2 separate regions of the Triticum aestivum genome follow, and region 1 is linked to region 2. Evidence: chromatin contacts called from public Hi-C data. All regions are on one chromosome and are shown on one strand. Each heading gives the region's core, a stretch centred on a gene start, on an enhancer-like site or on the middle of the called end of the contact. The rest is flanking DNA. Distances are from core to core; before and after follow the strand shown. Region 1 overlaps LOC123119849 (a long non-coding RNA gene). Region 2 has its middle 7.4 kb from the start of LOC123119845.

Region 1 (3,922 bases), core at 709-3,208, 480 kb before region 2:
TCAGGCGGCTCACGTCCAGCACCACGCGGCGGCTCCCCATTGGTGCGGCCACTAGCATGCGGCCTCGGGTGGCTTGCGGCAAGCAGTGTGCGGCGGCTCCCTGCAGAGCCTCATACTCGCAAAGCAGGGGCAGCGAGTGGCTGGTGGGCGCAATAGGTGGTGGAGACGAGCGGCCACACCAAGGGTGGTGAGGAGCCGGGGATAGCAGCAGGTGGCGGCGCACAAGAACCAGCATGCACAGCTCTTTGTGCGCTCTTCCCTTGGCCCTGTCCGTCTATAGCAGCCAGCGAAGGTCGACTTGGGTAGGATGCTTCCTTAGACAGGTCAGTCTGCCGGGGGAGGAGGGAGACGGGCTGCCCGCCGGCGACATCACTCTAGCCACCGGTTGGTCAGCCATGGTGGCGAGCATGCGTGTCGAGCACGAGGTCCTCCATGGCTGAGGGCGAACGGCGAGAGGAAGAAAGAGAGACAGAGGAGAAGAAAACATGCTGAGTAAGGAAGATATCGGTGTTGACATTTTATGCCACGTCAGCTCCAACGACTGGGCCATCCTTGTCATAATCACGATCGATTTTAAAGCACTCGGTCATTTGGGGGTTTTGAACAGCCGACCCTAAAGTTGGTAGTTATCAGCAAAAAAATAAAATTAGTAGTTTTTTGAAACCCTAGCCCGAACTGTAGTAGTTTTATGTTATTTACTCGAATTGAAGGGAGTAATAGGTGGGGTTTCCATCATATGGATGTATGTTTCGCTTACGTAAGTAGGGTGCGGCTATAACTCACTTATAGCAGGTAACCTTCCGACTCGACGAAGTCGCGCGAGTGTATGGGCTGGCCCAGTGCGCGGGAGGCCATTGCCTCTTTTTTTCATGTTTTTTTTTCATTTTTTACTTTCGTGTATACTTACGAATATTCTAGATAAATATATTACAAAATATTTTACATTAAACATTTAAAAAATTCTAAGCAAGCATTTCAAAAATGTTAAATGTACATAGAGAAAAAGTTTCTCATGTATACAAAAAAATTAAGATGTGTAAAAAAGTTAATCATGTATTTAACAAATATTAATCGAAGCATTTGAATTTTTTGAAAACAAGTATTAAGAAAATGTTAAACAAGCATTTAGAAATTGTTAAATGTGTATACAAAAATGTTGACCATGTATTAAAAAACTTCTAAAATTGTCGTTTGGTTTTATATGAAAAATGTTAAATGTGCACAGAAAAAATATTAATCATATGCTCAAAAAATATTAATCAAACATTTGAAAAAATATTAAATATATACAGTAAAAATGTTGACCATGTATTGAAAAAATGTTAAACTAGTATTTCAAAATTGTTAATCAAGGATTTGAAAAAACAAAGTGTAAAATGTGTACACAAAAAATGTTGACCTTGTATTAAAAAATGTTATCGGGTATTTACAAAATGTAAATCAAGTATTTGAAATTTTTTAACTGTATATTGACAAAATATTGACCATGTATTCAATAAATGGTAATCAATAAATCTTATTCTTGTACTTGAAAAATATTAAACATGTATATTATAAAAATGTCTATTAGATATATACCGAAAATTTGTGTAGAAAAACAATGAAATAAAGAATAGCAAAAGAAAATAAAAAACCAGTAAAATAGAGAAAAAATGAAGGAAAACGGTGAAAAAAAGAAAAGCAAAAAAAACAAAAACCAGTGAAAACCCAACGCTTTTTCTTTAACAAGGTCGTGACCTTCTAATTAAATATGAACAAGGTGGTGGACAAGTGGCTAGCAGCGCAACGCTACAGCTAGGACAACGTGGCCTCGTGGGATTGGTTCATGAGTGACCCTTTTTCTCTAGTGTATTTATTTTAGTGTGAATGGGCCGGCCGAAAACTATAGACGTGCTTCAGGCGAGACCAAAGGAAGACTTGCTATAAGCGAGATATAGCCTCTGCGATGTAAGTGAGAGCGTACAATGGCAGAGGAAGAGAAGGAAACCAGTCGCTCGCTCGCCTGGGTGGTTGGGCTGCAGGCCCATGAGGATGGAAGGGAAGCAGGGACAAAATAGAATTAGAAAGTGGTTGGGCTGCGGCCTGGGAAAGAGAAGAAAAAAAAATTAAGATACAAAGAAAATCGCAAAAACCGAACTCTTCACAGCCCTAACAAAATCGCAAAAATCGAACCAATGCCCATGGCCCTATTGCAGTCGTGGCCACGACGCTCGCCACAATTAATCCCACGCACACTACGGCCCTCCCCATGGCCCTATTGCGGTCGTGGCCACGACGCTCGCCACAATTAATCCCACGCACACTACGGCCCTCCCCATCGCAACAGCTCCAACATTTGGGAACCCTACCATGACACCGCAATTCACCACCGCGACGACTGCAATTGCGACGCCGTGTCGACAAATCTACGGTTGTTGAGCGAATAAAAATGTCACCACCGCCATGTCAACCACTCAACATCCATCGAACCCCGGCGGAATGAACCCTACAGAAAACAGAGCGGTGGCGGCGGAGCAGTGTACGCCTTAGCCCAATGCTGGAGTCGATGAAGAACTTGATTCCGATAGATCGAAGACGCTCGAATTGCCAGCGGAGACAAAGAAACCATACTGAATCACCTATGGGGCGGAGTGGCGAGACGGGTTAGGAAAAGATGGGGGACTGGCGTTAGTGGAGCGAGGGAGGGGGATATACGGAACGTTCGCTCAGCCGACAGTTAGCGCAACGCCTCACATGGTGATCCTCACGCCAAGATCCGTGCGATGCATCCGAGGGCGCAGAGCGCGTTCACACAAGATCAATATATATAGAACTAACGTCAGTTCTATAGTGTTCAGGACATTATTACTCACTCAACTTGCCTAGCTAGCAGCGCCCAGTTGCTTGGGACAAACAACTGAGGTTTTTACTTGACAATATATATTAGCAGAAAAAAGAACATTCACATTGACAATATTTAAAACCAGTAGGATTAATTTAGGAGATGCATTTACTTGACAATATATATTAGTAGAAAAAGAACATCCACACTGACAAGATTTAAAACCAGTAGGATTAATTTAGGAGACGAGATGAATTCTATGGTCGGAAAAATTTGTATACAGCCGAACAGATAGCATTGCATTTTATTTTCTAGGGAAGCCATACACCACCCAAACAATCGAACATTCGCTCCCCTTTGGTATTGTCGTAAGTAAACACTGGCCTCATATTATTCGCAAAAAAAAAAAACACTGACCTCATACAGCTTGAGAAAGGAATCATGAAGTTCCTGGCATGCCTAGATTTTTCATAGCAAGGAAGGATGCATTTCAAAGCTTCATCACATGCTATCACAGTATGTGAAGATCCACTATTTCAATCAGGACAGTAACCACAAAGAAGGTAATGCAAATTGTGTGTAATGCAAACAATACAAAGAAGGTAATGCAAACTGTGTGTAATGCAAACAATACAAAGAAGGTAACTGCAGCTCCCTCCACATTTTCACATCCGGACTTGGGACCGGCAAAGGCAGTGTTAAACCACAACAATACAAAACACAAATTATACAACAACATCAATCATTCAAGCAAAGCATACAGGACACACAATCAAGCAAATGCAATATCAATGCAGCTCCCTCCACATTTTCACATCCGGGCTTGGGACCGGCAAAGGCAGTGTTAAACCACAACAAACAAAACAAACAACACCAATCATTCAAGCAAAGCATTCAGGACACACCATCAAGCAAAGCATACAGGACACACCATCAAGCAAATGCAATATTAATTCAAACACACACACAAGCAAAGCATACAGGACACACCATCAAGCAAAGCATACAGCACACACCATCAAGCAAATGCAATATTAATTCAAACACACACAAGCAAAGCATTCAGGACACACCATCAAGCAAAGCATACAGGACACACCA
Region 2 (4,210 bases), core at 928-3,427:
AAAAATGAATTTAATATAATTCATAATTGCTAAATCTCATCTAGATAATGTTTGGTAAGTCCATTTAAAACAACTTTGATGACAAACACTTATGTCCCTACGACAAATCTATAGTCTTGTTAAAAGACATGTAGTTGCAATCACAGGTTGATGCTTGAAGTTGCGTGTCTAATAAGCGACAGTTTTTTTGCGGGCTGTCTAATAAGAGACATGCAAGTGCCCTACGACAAAACATTTCCGCCCCTTAATTGTAATCGCGTCGAATACATACAGTTACAGGGCATGATGACACTTGGGTTGCGTGTATAATAATGGGCAACTGACACCGACAAAAAACTCATAAATTTTGAGAAAGTTCATGAATTTAAAACAAATAATAAAAAGTAAAAATAAAAACAAAAAAGGAAGAAGAAAAGAAAAGGAAAAACACAATTAGTAGGGAAGGATAGGAGAGGGCATACGTACACACTTATAAAACATGTTTTGTTGACTTTCTCAACGTGTCCCATATAAGCAGCCACGACGCACGCACGACCGGGAAAACAAACGCGCAGCAACAGAGAAGCAGCAACCCGCACTAGACAAAACAATTTACATTTAATTTTATAGCAATCAATCATGTGGTTGAAGAGTTAGATGTGAGGTAAAAAAAATTCCTGGAATACGCACAAATGTGCATATCATTCATTAATAGAGGGGAGGGAAGAATTCCCTAAGTCCACAAAATTACAATAGTGGTGCATCCACATGTCAGATGCTCTGTTCACAGGCACCTAAGAGTGTATCGCAACTACTCCCGAACTACCCACCTCGACAAGCCAGCAAAGAATCCCTCAAGATCTCCTTTGAGCAACCCGGCTTCCCGCCAAACTCGTCCCTCGTTGTTGATCCGCTCGATGACTTTCATTGTTGAAGGTGTGACCTCATCAAAAACGATGCCGTTACGGTGCTTCCACAACTCCCACAGGACTAGTAAGGTAATGGCGCGGGTGGTCCTCCTATGGTCTTGTACTTGCTCTTGCCGGATGCACCAACTCTGCATGGTCTCACTGCATGTAGCCACCACGTCCTGTCTGTCGGCCGCAGTTAATATCCAAAGCCACTCAAGCGCAAAAATGCAGGTCATCATGAGGTGGTCCAAGGTCTCATCATGTTGGTCGCAGAAAGGGCATGCTGCCTGATGGGGTAGGCCGTGCCGGGCAAGCCTAACCGGCATCAACAGCGATTCTTGATCGCTAGCCAGTTGAAGAAGCGACACTGCAGTGGGGCTCTTGACTTCCACGTGAAGGATGTCGTCGGAGACATCTCCTGGCCCGCAAATTTGGCCGTGTATGCCGATCATGCCAAGAATGCACCGTCCTTCTCCCGCGACCAGTTTATGGAGTCTTCTACGGTAGGGTCAAGGTGAACTTCTGCCACTCTAGGCCATAAGGCCATGAACTGGTGTATCTCATCGGCCATGAGATTCGGACCAATGTCAAGCGCCCAAGAGTCATGTAGCAGGGCCTCCGCAACCGTCCTCGCCGACTTGGCTCGCAAACTCGGAACCCATTGATCAATCTATCCTCCCAAAATAGAGTTGTACACTTGTTGCCAATGGTAGCCCTTGCCACCACATGGAAGATTGCCCTTAAGTCTCAAGTCATTAAAAACATACACGCCCCACGTCTCTTATTGGTTGATTTCTTTATTCATGTCAGGAAATAAAATAGAAATTAATGCATCGCGTCTAAGTGTTTTGGGATTATTTGGTTTTCGTAAGATGACTTATGCACCGGTACAGAGAGAGTATCTCGCTTCACAACATCCCTATTTTCGATTTAATTTCCATAAACACCAACATCGGTGATTCTCCACGTGATGTATGACATCAATACATTAAAATACCTTAATTAGGAATAAAACACATTAATCAGGAAACGAATCACCGCATCCTCTAGGCCAATGATAAAATGAGCACCCACACGTGGCTCACTTCCCATCGCCACACACGGTCCACGCAAACTGCCTACGCCCGGCATCTTCACCATCTCACACACATCGCTTTGCTCGCGCGTGTGTCGCCGCTTCCGCTGGCGATGGAACTCGCCGCGACCGCTAACCCGGCTCCCGCCAAGCCTGCCACCGCGCGCCTCCCGCCTGTGGTGGACCACCATGCGTTGCTCGCGCGCCCCTGCCGGTTTGACCTCACCACGAACGTATGCACCCGCGCTCCACACGCAGCATTCAGGAACAAAGATGTGAGGACCACCACCGCGCCCGCCTGGCTCATTTCCACCTGCTTCATCGACGCGTGTTTGCCTGAGACTACCGATAATGGAAGTAATATAGATAGTAACATCACACATATCTAGATAAAATAGATGATGTGGCAAGCAATAAATCAAGAAAGAGAGCAAAGTGGTAACATAGCTAGTTACTAGTAGTATGAGTAACATCACATATATCAAGGCAAGATGAGTCTATAGCCTAATAATTGAAGTGTTGCATGTTACCACACATATGTTACTCCCACTATAGAGGTAGTAATATAGACTAGTAACATATGTATGTTACTAGTCTATGTTACTACCCATTGTGGCTAGTCTGAAGAAAACATCCCCACAATTTAGAGCCATCGGATGGATGACCCCATGGGTACATGGTCGGTCGCCATCCTCTACTTCCAGAAATGATGAGGCGGCTATACGGTATTTTAATATCGGATGCCCAAGTTTTTGCTGGTTGTGTATGAGGCGAAGCGTTTTTCCTCTCTGTCCAAGGCAATCCCTAGGCGACTAGGGTTTTGCCGGACCGCCGCCGGCCGCCAGCTGGCGGCGGCACGTTGGCCGGCGATCTCTGTCCCAGACGGCGCCCTTGTGGTGTCGTGGCTGGTTTTCTCTATCTGCTGTTAGTTTTGACCAACGTGGTTCCAGGACTGCAGGAGATTCTTTTTCATATGTTCCATTGCTACTTGCTAGGTCGGAGGAACATGGCTTGTAAAATCTGACTCTAAGTTGGATGACTTCTCTACAATCCATCACGGAGTGATTCCTTATTGTACTGTTCTAGATTGTGGAGGTTTATTTGTTCAGGAAAGAAGCAATGAAAATACTCAGTTGGAATTGTCGTGGTTTGCAGCAAGCTGCGTCAACTAGAGCGCTCCTGGCTGTACAGAAGCGTAGGAGTCCAGACATTATATTTTTGTTAGAAACACATCTAGATGATTACCCTGTTGAGTGTCTCCGTCGACGTCTTAAGATGGATCACAAAATGGTGGTTCGTAGCAATGGCCGAAGCGGCGGCCTAATCTTATAGGAAGAAGGAGATTGCGGTCTCCCTAAGGGATAAGGATGACAATTTTATAGATGTTTTTGTTGGCAGTGGGCCTGAGAACTTTTGGAGATTGACAGGTTTATATGGTGAGCCAAAGTGGAAACATAAGCATCTTACTTGGAAGTTGGTTAGAGATTTAAAGAGTTTATGTGACATGCCTTGGGTGATCATTGGAGATATGAACGAAATCTTATATTCATTTGAAAAGGAAGGAGGAAATGAACGGCAAGAGAGATTTATGCAAGCGTTCAGGGAGACACTTGAGGATGGTAATTTATCTGATCATGGTTATACGGGAGACAAGTTCACTTGGCATAGAGGATTAATTAGAGAGCGACTAGATCGAGCTCTGGTGAATGAAGGATGGAACCTAATGTTCCTGCTTGCAAAACTGGAACATCTAGAATATAACGATCTGATCACCGACCCCTATTGATGAACTTGATTGAAGAGGAGGTACAGGAACATAGGGGAGCAGCAGTTCTCAGATTTGAGGCAAGATGGCTGAGAGAAACAAAATTTCGTGAAGTTGTAGAAGAGGCTTGGCTTGCTTCAGGACCGGGCGCCCAGAATGTTGATCTGGCAACACGTTTGGCGCAGGTGCATGACCATTTACATCGGCGGGATAGAACTGTGCTAAAAAAGAGTTCAAAACATATGAAGAAGATCCAGACCAAGCTGGAAACAGTGGCAAGAAGTGACTTGTCACCGGAAAATGTTATGAAACAAAAAGAGCTTACAGAGGAAGTTGAAAGATTATTAGAACTGGAAGAGATCCATTGGGTTCAGCGGTGCGGTCTGGATTGGCTGAAGTTTGGTGATAAAAATACAAACTATTTCCAAAACTATGCATTAGCCGGCAAAAAGAGAAACATAATACATAAGTTGAAGAATG

Evidence for each region. Hi-C and Micro-C count contacts between places; a contact is called where the count stands out from the background.
Region 1: a Hi-C map of leaf shows a contact between it and region 2, with 6 times the contacts expected there. The contact joins two enhancer-like sites. A contact is called at or near these places in 2 of 5 Hi-C or Micro-C datasets (both in leaf).

Annotation. Positions count from the first base shown.
Region 1 is chr5D:125,156,512-125,160,433 of IWGSC CS RefSeq v2.1, reverse strand. LOC123119849 (a long non-coding RNA gene) reads right to left here. Exons shown (of 10, transcript XR_006459014.1): 10 at 3,676-3,922. Among protein-coding and RNA genes, the nearest start is that of LOC123119849, 7.7 kb to the right of the region's middle. Within about 2 kb of position 1,958, at least 3 of the 8 cell types and tissues checked have an H3K27ac peak or open chromatin away from gene starts, as enhancers often do. A contact at or near this core is called in leaf, where this site is marked.
Region 2 is chr5D:124,678,123-124,682,332 of IWGSC CS RefSeq v2.1, reverse strand. No RefSeq gene overlaps it. Among protein-coding and RNA genes, the nearest start is that of LOC123119845, 7.4 kb to the right of the region's middle. Within about 2 kb of position 2,177, at least 3 of the 8 cell types and tissues checked have an H3K27ac peak or open chromatin away from gene starts, as enhancers often do. A contact at or near this core is called in leaf, where this site is marked.